2 separate regions of the Sus scrofa genome follow, and region 2 is linked to region 1. The links are chromatin contacts, called in public Hi-C maps. All regions are on one chromosome and are shown on one strand. Each heading gives the region's core, a stretch centred on a gene start, on an enhancer-like site or on the middle of the called end of the contact. The rest is flanking DNA. Distances are from core to core; before and after follow the strand shown. Region 1 overlaps FOXP1 (forkhead box protein P1). Region 2 overlaps FOXP1 (forkhead box protein P1).

Region 1 (3,886 bases), core at 650-3,149:
TAGTAGGGACTTTCAGGCTCACAGAACCCGTTTTTCTGCTGTTGGTCCTAACTGGCCTGAGCAGGTGAATTCTAGACATGAATCATTTGTGTTCAGAGACGGCCTTTCTGATGCTGGAGGAGTGTAAGCAGATGGGTAGGGGGAGGCTGGACCAGCACTGGCTGTGGGGTCCAGGTATTGCCTCAGTTCCCAGCACAGACGATGGCTGTCCCTGACGGTGGCCCTCAGGACGGGGGACTTCAGGAGAAAGTCCTGCTGCTTGCCAACCTGTCTATGATGGCCTCATGTTATCTCTTCACCTGACCAGACAGGCTGTACCAAGAAGCCTAAAGGACCAGCCAGCTTGTTAAGAGTTGAAAGACTCCCTTTTAGAGAGAGGGCATGGTGGGGGCGGGGGGTGGATGGACACTTTGTTTTCATAGTAGCTAAAACTATTTCCAAACAGTCCTAATTGCTACAGTTGGAGGAAAAGAGAATGCATAAAAGGGAAAAACCTAACACTGCTTTTCTCTTCAAGCAGCCCAGTTCCTGTGGTGTCTAACATGTCCATAAAGGATATACTACCTCCACTATAATGACTTGCCCACCAAATCTGAAGGAATGTGCTTTCTCAGAATTGGGACTTGCTCTTTGCTGGGCTAGGAATACCCTAAAACCAGGCATACATACCTCTGGTGTATTCAGGATTATAAAATACGATTTGCAGGGTTTTCCTGATGTTGTGACAGTGAAAAGTCTCTTTGAAAAATCCTTAACAACCGAATAAAGTATTAATACAGACATGCCTGTTGTTGTTGTTATTGTTTTATCTCCTGAGGGAGGCCCCCCTCCAAGCAAATATCTCAGGAGATTCTAGACACTGACCTCAAGCAATCCATTTGGGACTGACCTCGAGAAAATTACTGGTACTGAGTTTAGAACAAAAGAATATCGTTCTCATTGGGACAGTCTACAATCACCTGATTTTTTGCTTGTGCTTCTCTGAATAGGGAAAAAAAGAAGAATCCCTAAAAACGCCAAATACAACCCACTGGGCCGTTCTGAACATATGGCAAGAATGGCTTTGCCCACGGTACGTCCCCCATGGCTAGAATATTCAGCTGCTCTGGTAAACTTTTGCCTAGCCTTAATAAAATTAAAAGCTTATAAATATCAGAATCACAAATGAAAAGCTTATTTTAGCTGATGCTGTCCATTCCTTCCCTTCCTCCACACTGATCTCCATCACACACCTTTCTGGCCCACCTCCCTTCCTCGGAGACACACAGACATGCATACCTGCTCCTCCCCTGGGGCAAGAGTCATAAGGCTGACTGCTTTCCATTTCTTCCTATTCATCTTTTAGGTTTCATCTTAGATGTCCCTTGTTCTAGAAGTCTCCCTCAACCCCCCACCCATCTAGGGCAGTGGTCTACTCATCCATAGCACGGTTGATGCACGGAGAGCCTGGGAGTGTGTCTTTCTTGGTGTGTCCTGGGAGTCTCCACAAACACCTGGATGGCGGGGTGGGGGGGGTGTCTCTCCTGTTTCACTATCCTATGTTTTTCCATAGCACATTCAGTAAATATTCACTGATGCAACAGTATGATTTTAAATCCAGGAATGACCTTTACACAAACAACGTGCAGTAGTACAGTTTGAGTCCTTGGTGTAATTATGAAAGGAGAAGGTTTTCTGGTTTAAGAGATTTGCAAGCCAACAGGAAGAGATACAGTTGGAGGTGTCTGCAGAACAGGAGGACCACCTGGAACCCCATTCAGTTCACCTACACGCTTCCCAGTGGAAGTCAGCTCAGATCCACATCTAAAAACTTGGGAATCTCCCAAGATGACTATACCCTCTAACTATCCAAATGTGACCAGTGAGTTCCACAACAGGATCCAGCGAACGCGTCTAGGGGCTGATGTAATAAGAACAATCCAAGAAGGTTCTGGCAGTTTCTTTGATGCAGTGAACTGGGAACTGGTTGGATGACTGGCCGCAACAAATGACACTTACCACCCAAATGGCATTTAGTGAACAGCAACGTTTACAGCAAAGCATTCTATCACTTAGTGACTAAGGATTTTAAAATAAACACTGAGTTCCTTTTAAACAGAAATGGAAAAAGAGAAAAAAAAAAAAAAAAACTCACAAACTTCCTGGCAAGACTCTTGCATGAAAGTCCCCGTTGAGGGTTAGAACTGAATCTCAGGGACAGCTGCTTTCCAATCAACGAGTCTAGAAGAATACGCATTTGAACACACACCCTGCTTTCTCTTATTTCAGGTGGAATCAATTAATTACTGGCAAAAGGGAGTCTTTTGCACCTTAAAACTATCATCAGATAACTCTGTATCCCTAAATTTGAAAGAATTAAGGGTTTGCTCTATGTGTGTGCTCCCCTAATCAATCCCCCCCCCCTTTTAGGGCAAGGAGATAAAAAAAAAGTGTTCAAAAACACTACACGTCTACCTTTTATAATTAATTTCCCAAAGCCTCACCTATACATATTTTAATAATTCCTGATTTATAAGATGGTATCTATAATAAAATTTTCTATTTTCCAATAAATGAAAAGAAGGCAGGTTCTCTCTGGCAACAGAGTGTCACACAATATCTGCTTGTCAGGCACCAATTTTTACTTCTTACATGTAAGTTAAAGGATAAGGAATTTATAATGCTGCCTGTGAAGGGAACCACTTTTCATACACAAATGTGATCTTTTTTTTTTTTTTCCCAAAGGGTAATACAACAGTACATTTACATAAACTAATCCAAACAATCTATGTATTTGACAATGGCAAACCTCACACAGACGGCCTATTGTTGGTTTACATCTTGGAGTTCTTTATATTGGCTTGTAGCACTGCTCTAGCTGTCAAAGGTTTGACTTGGACTCCAAATAAATGGTTATAGAAGTGCTGTGCAGCGATATTGGACTTCTTTGCAAAAGAAAACCTGCTGTGTATGAATTCAAAAGCTATTAATTTTTCAGTCAAAAATATTCGTGCCTATTTCTTTTAATAAAGAAATACTGTGCTGAGCTACTAAGAGATAATGTTGACTAGTGGTAGAGAATTTTCAATAGAGCAGTTAAAAATAAATTTAGTAGGAGGTCCCCTTCAAAGTTATAATTTTCTAGCATGTAAAACATTTTTTTAAAATACTAATCAAGACAAACCTTCCTGCCCTGTGCATTTCCCCCGGGATTGCTTTTCCTTGTTTATTGGCTGTTAACACGGGTCCTCATGGAGATTCCCAAGGGTCCTTTTGTGGCCCGTGGAGGCTTATGTAGATGGCACTCCCTGCCAACACTTGGGCCCCATCACTCACCGAGTGCCCCATGGGGTTTTGCAATTCCTTCTCCGCTTTTATCCCTCCTTCTTCCAAGGAGACCCATGATCCAAAATGAATCCATTTCCAAAGTGCTGAGTCCACACGTTATTCGAATCCTCAAACTTAATATCTAATCTAATATCATGGTTTTTAATCCATGGATGAAGGAAGAGATAATCTTATTTGCTCCCTTGCTGTTGGGTTTAAAGACACAAAGCCTTCATCCTGGGAAAAACCATTTCCCTAACAAACGCAAACTATCTGTAGACTTCCAGAGAGTCTGAAGGCAATCGGTTCCCTGAGCAACCAGTGATGCCCACTGGAGGACTCAGTGGAGTCACTGAAGGGTTTCAGCAAGTTGCTTCACTGGGTTCACATTATTTCCCAGATCCTCCTTAAAAGGAGGGGTTGATAGGAATAGCACAGACAGCACAGTTGAAGACTGATTCCACAATACTGAATGGACTTTCTCCCCCTTACTTTTAGGGAGCCTCCACATTTGGTCCTACAGCCATTTACTGCAAAACACATGGAAACTAAGGGCTCTTTCCTAGTAAAAATGGATGTG
Region 2 (3,886 bases), core at 928-3,427, 190 kb after region 1:
CAACCCTGGCTGGGTCTGGGCCCCGGGCTCTGAGGCCAGCCTCTCTCCCTCCTAACCCTTATCTTACAGATGCCCTTCAGGACGAGTGTCTGGTGATAGGACCGGTTCTTCATTTACATTTTTCTGTTGACAAACAGAGTCTATGAATATTAATTATTCTGAAGTTTATTTGCAGAAAAGGCACTTTCTAATCCTTATCAATTATTTATTGAAAATCTCCCCCATCTAATAATCTCATTAACATTATTATACTAAGGCCAACAGCAAATATTCCTTTGATAAGTAACAACCCAACCCGTTATCCTTCCTGCCAAATCTCATGTAGCCTCTTCCTTTGCTTAATCAGGGATAACCCGGCTTTTGTTTCCAGGAAGCTCTAGGATAGTCCTCCATTTTTTTTAAAGAAAAGAAAATGTACATACAGTGCCTTTTATGTTAAATAAAAACTGGAAGTTTTTTAATACACTGTGCTAAAAGAAAAAAAAGGAGAAAAATCTAAACCTTGGAAAAATACGTAGGTGCCTGCTTTTTTCATTGCTATTGGGTATATGCTGAATTATTAAATGGAAATTCCAAGGTAGAGAAATCGCAAGGGACAAAAACTGCAGAGTCATGGACCGTGAGTGACCCCAGGGGAAAGGCATCACATTTGGAAACATGGGAGGCCTGCAAGAATGTAACACAAATGAAAAACACATCTCAATAATGACAACATCTTGTATTTGTATAATATTTCATTGCTTATGAAACATTTTCACCTGAAATACCTCCTTTGCTTCCCCTAATGCCCCTCTGACATGTACAAGACAGTTATTATTAACTTTTATCTTACAGATGAAGAAACCAAGACTAAGCAACTGCCTAAGGTCACAGAGCCACAAGGTGGCAGGACATGGACACTACTCCCTAAGTCTCGCACCCCAAATCGGTTGATTGGATCTGTCTTCAAAATGAGGGTCTCCTCTAACTTCCTTCTTCCTTTCTGATTCACTTACGGCTTTTTAAAGGATATCCTTGCTTGCAAGGCCACATTTTAAAGACCTGGAGGAGTTCCCTGGTGGCCTAGCAGTTAAGGATGTGGCATTGTCTACTACTGTGGCTCTGGTTACTGCTGTGGTGCAGGTTCAACTCCCTGGCCTGAGAACTTGTGCATGCTGTGGGTGTGGCCAAATAAATAAATAAATCAAGGTCTAGAGTGCCTACTGTGATTTGTTCACTACTGTACTTTCCAAAAGTCAGCAAAGAACCAAATATCTCAAGTAGAGCATGGTTTCTAATTTAATCAGAAATGAATGAGAGAAGAAACAGAGTGCAATTTTAGAAGCAAAAGGAACCTTTGAAAAGAACTCGTTTCCAGAGGCTCCAAGAGTTAGTGACTTGCTACAAATCAAGAGTGAATTATAGTAGCAAGACTCAAACCCAGTCTGGCTGCTACTCCCATCAATGTTCTTGGACCATATTTGCAGAGCCCTTGCATTTGCCAAACTTAAGAGGTCACTTCTTTTTTCCTTTTGATCAAGGCGTCATCTATTTTTTTTTTCTCCCACAGAAGGAGTTTCTCATCTATTGCCTAAGAACATGAGTCAATACCCCTAAAGATTCCCCAGAATTTAACATGGTTTGATAGGAATAACCAGCCAGGGGAGACATTTGAGCTCTTCTTCATTTCTCTCCCTTGGAATTTCCATTTAATAATTCAGCATATAACCAAGAGCGATGAGAAAAGACATCCCCTCTTCTCTTCACCCCCTCCTGACCAATTTGACCTCCTTTACAAAGTCTCTAGAATGAAAAGCATCCCAAAGAAAAAAAACCTTTGTTTTCTGGTTTGCCTTTGTTTCTCTTTTGCCCAACATAAAAAAAAAAAAAAAAAATGGCAGGGACAGAATGATTTTTTTTGTGCTACATATTAACTGTTATCCTATTAGTAAAACTATACACTCCACACATCAGACAAGGACCAAGCCTGATTCAAAGGCAGGATGTTACACATTCGAGGTAGGAAACCAAGAAAAGGCCAAAGGAGAGCAGGGATGTGGGTGATACTAGCCCACTTCTTGAAGACTGTGACTGTCTAGGAAGGAATCATAGAGGTTACCTCTGGTCAAGTCTGATAAGAGTGAGACGTGGAGATCAGGGCTGAAGTCATCTTACAAGGGGTTGCTGGCAAATTCTGGGAAGTCTTAGCTTCTTTCCCAATAGCATTCAAGAAAATGTGGGCTTGCAGGAACCAGAATAACCACAGTGAATGAGGCTTTAAGGAATGGGAATTGGGAAACAAACTGTGGCAGGAAGGATGGAGCTGGGAAGTTTTTTTTTTTTTTTTTTTTTTTTAAAGAAAGTGAAAAAATAAAAAGTTATCCATCCTAGACCACAGTGTGACTAGCACAGGAATTTCATCACCGACTACATCAAAACAATTTCCTAGAGCTACCATCAGTTCATCTGCTAGGATAGGGGTCAGCAAACTACTGCCTGAGGGTCAAATGCAGCCCTCAGCCTGTTTCTGTAAATAAAGTTTTATTAGAACACAGCAATGCCCATGTACTGTCTATGGCTATTTTCACAAAGAACTTTTGTGACAGAGACAGAATACCCTATAAAGCCCCAAAAGTTTACTGTTTAAAGTAACTTTTAAAAAGTTTGCTGATCCCTGCTCTAATAAAATTATGGTGAAGAAAAATACCCATCTCCCAATAATCAATAACACATTTTACAATAGATGAACATATACACCTCCCTACACCACCCCCCCGCCCCCCACGCAACACAGATAAATCCTAAACATTGAACTTAGTTCTTAATGGTGCTGGTTACCACAAGAATGAACTTTTCAATTTTATCCATCCTGACAGATCGTACAAGGGCCCCCATCCTAGCCCAGAAGACTATTTCTAAACGTCAAGGGCGTCCATGCAAAAGTTAATCAAAAGACAAAGCCTTTATTTTGTCTGAGCTTAGTTTCTTTATCCATAAAATGTGAAGCTGGATCATCTAAGGAATTTTAAAAATTCTATAACTCCACAGAGAAAAAGAATAGATGCAATTACACACATCTATATATTGGGGGGAAGGAGCGGGGCGAGGCGGGGGAGAGAATTGACGACACAGTACAACCAAGTGGGAACAGATGAATGTGTGTAAAAGGGACAAAATGAAGTAGTTTTATCATTCCCACAAGAGGTATGAAGGAGCTCAGCACCTGGAGCTGGGGTAGAAGGAATGTCCAACATAAACATGATAGAAAATTGTTAGGAGAGACCAAGGTTCTATGAAAGCTTCTGGAGAAGGCTTGAGGCTGCGAGAAGCCTGGAAGAAGGGGACTGACTGTGGACTTTGAAAGGAGCTAGAGATGCCAGCCTATGAGCCACCCAGAGAAGTGTTTTTTTTTTTTTCAGCTCCTCATACTTGGAACTGAAATAGCCTGGTTTTCTTCTCCAGCCTACCAAGTGCGTCTCTTTTTTGCAGTGACAACAAAGACGTGGCCATGGTGACACCTTCGAGGAACTGAGGTTCTCTTGCCTCTGAAACGCCAGAGTGGGAGATTTTCCAAAGCTGACTTTTCTTTGAAGACAAATGCTTTTTCAGCCGGCTCCAAGGTCCTTGCCAAAAGCAGACCTGCTGGTCTGTTTTTAAAGGTGAGAGAGAGATAAAGATAGACTTAAAAAAAGATAGGCTGCAGCCTCATCTGTGGGGTTTCGTGTTGATTCCTAACACTGACCAGCTAACATGTGTGCTGACTGAACAGTTTAAAAGCAAGGACCAGGCAAAATCGGACCGCTCGGCGAAATAAGCCGTGAAAGTTAAGAGTATTTTCCAAACAGGGAACAAACACGTGCTTTGCTGTCAGGGAAATGTACATAGTTTGACTTGTAGGTTATGAATC

The links. Hi-C and Micro-C count contacts between places; a contact is called where the count stands out from the background.
Region 2: a contact with region 1 is called in a Hi-C map of embryonic fibroblasts, with 1.9 times the contacts expected there. The contact joins two enhancer-like sites. A contact is called at or near these places in 2 of 47 Hi-C or Micro-C datasets (embryonic fibroblasts and fibroblasts).

What each region holds. Positions count from the first base shown.
Region 1 is chr13:52,373,407-52,377,292 of Sscrofa11.1, forward strand. All of the region lies in intron 14 of FOXP1 (forkhead box protein P1), which reads right to left. Among named protein-coding and RNA genes, the nearest start is that of FOXP1, 600 kb to the right of the region's middle. Within about 2 kb of position 1,900, at least 16 of the 83 cell types and tissues checked have an H3K27ac peak or open chromatin away from gene starts, as enhancers often do. A contact at or near this core is called in embryonic fibroblasts, where this site is marked.
Region 2 is chr13:52,567,759-52,571,644 of Sscrofa11.1, forward strand. All of the region lies in intron 6 of FOXP1 (forkhead box protein P1), which reads right to left. Among named protein-coding and RNA genes, the nearest start is that of FOXP1, 400 kb to the right of the region's middle. Within about 2 kb of position 2,178, at least 5 of the 83 cell types and tissues checked have an H3K27ac peak or open chromatin away from gene starts, as enhancers often do. A contact at or near this core is called in embryonic fibroblasts, where this site is marked.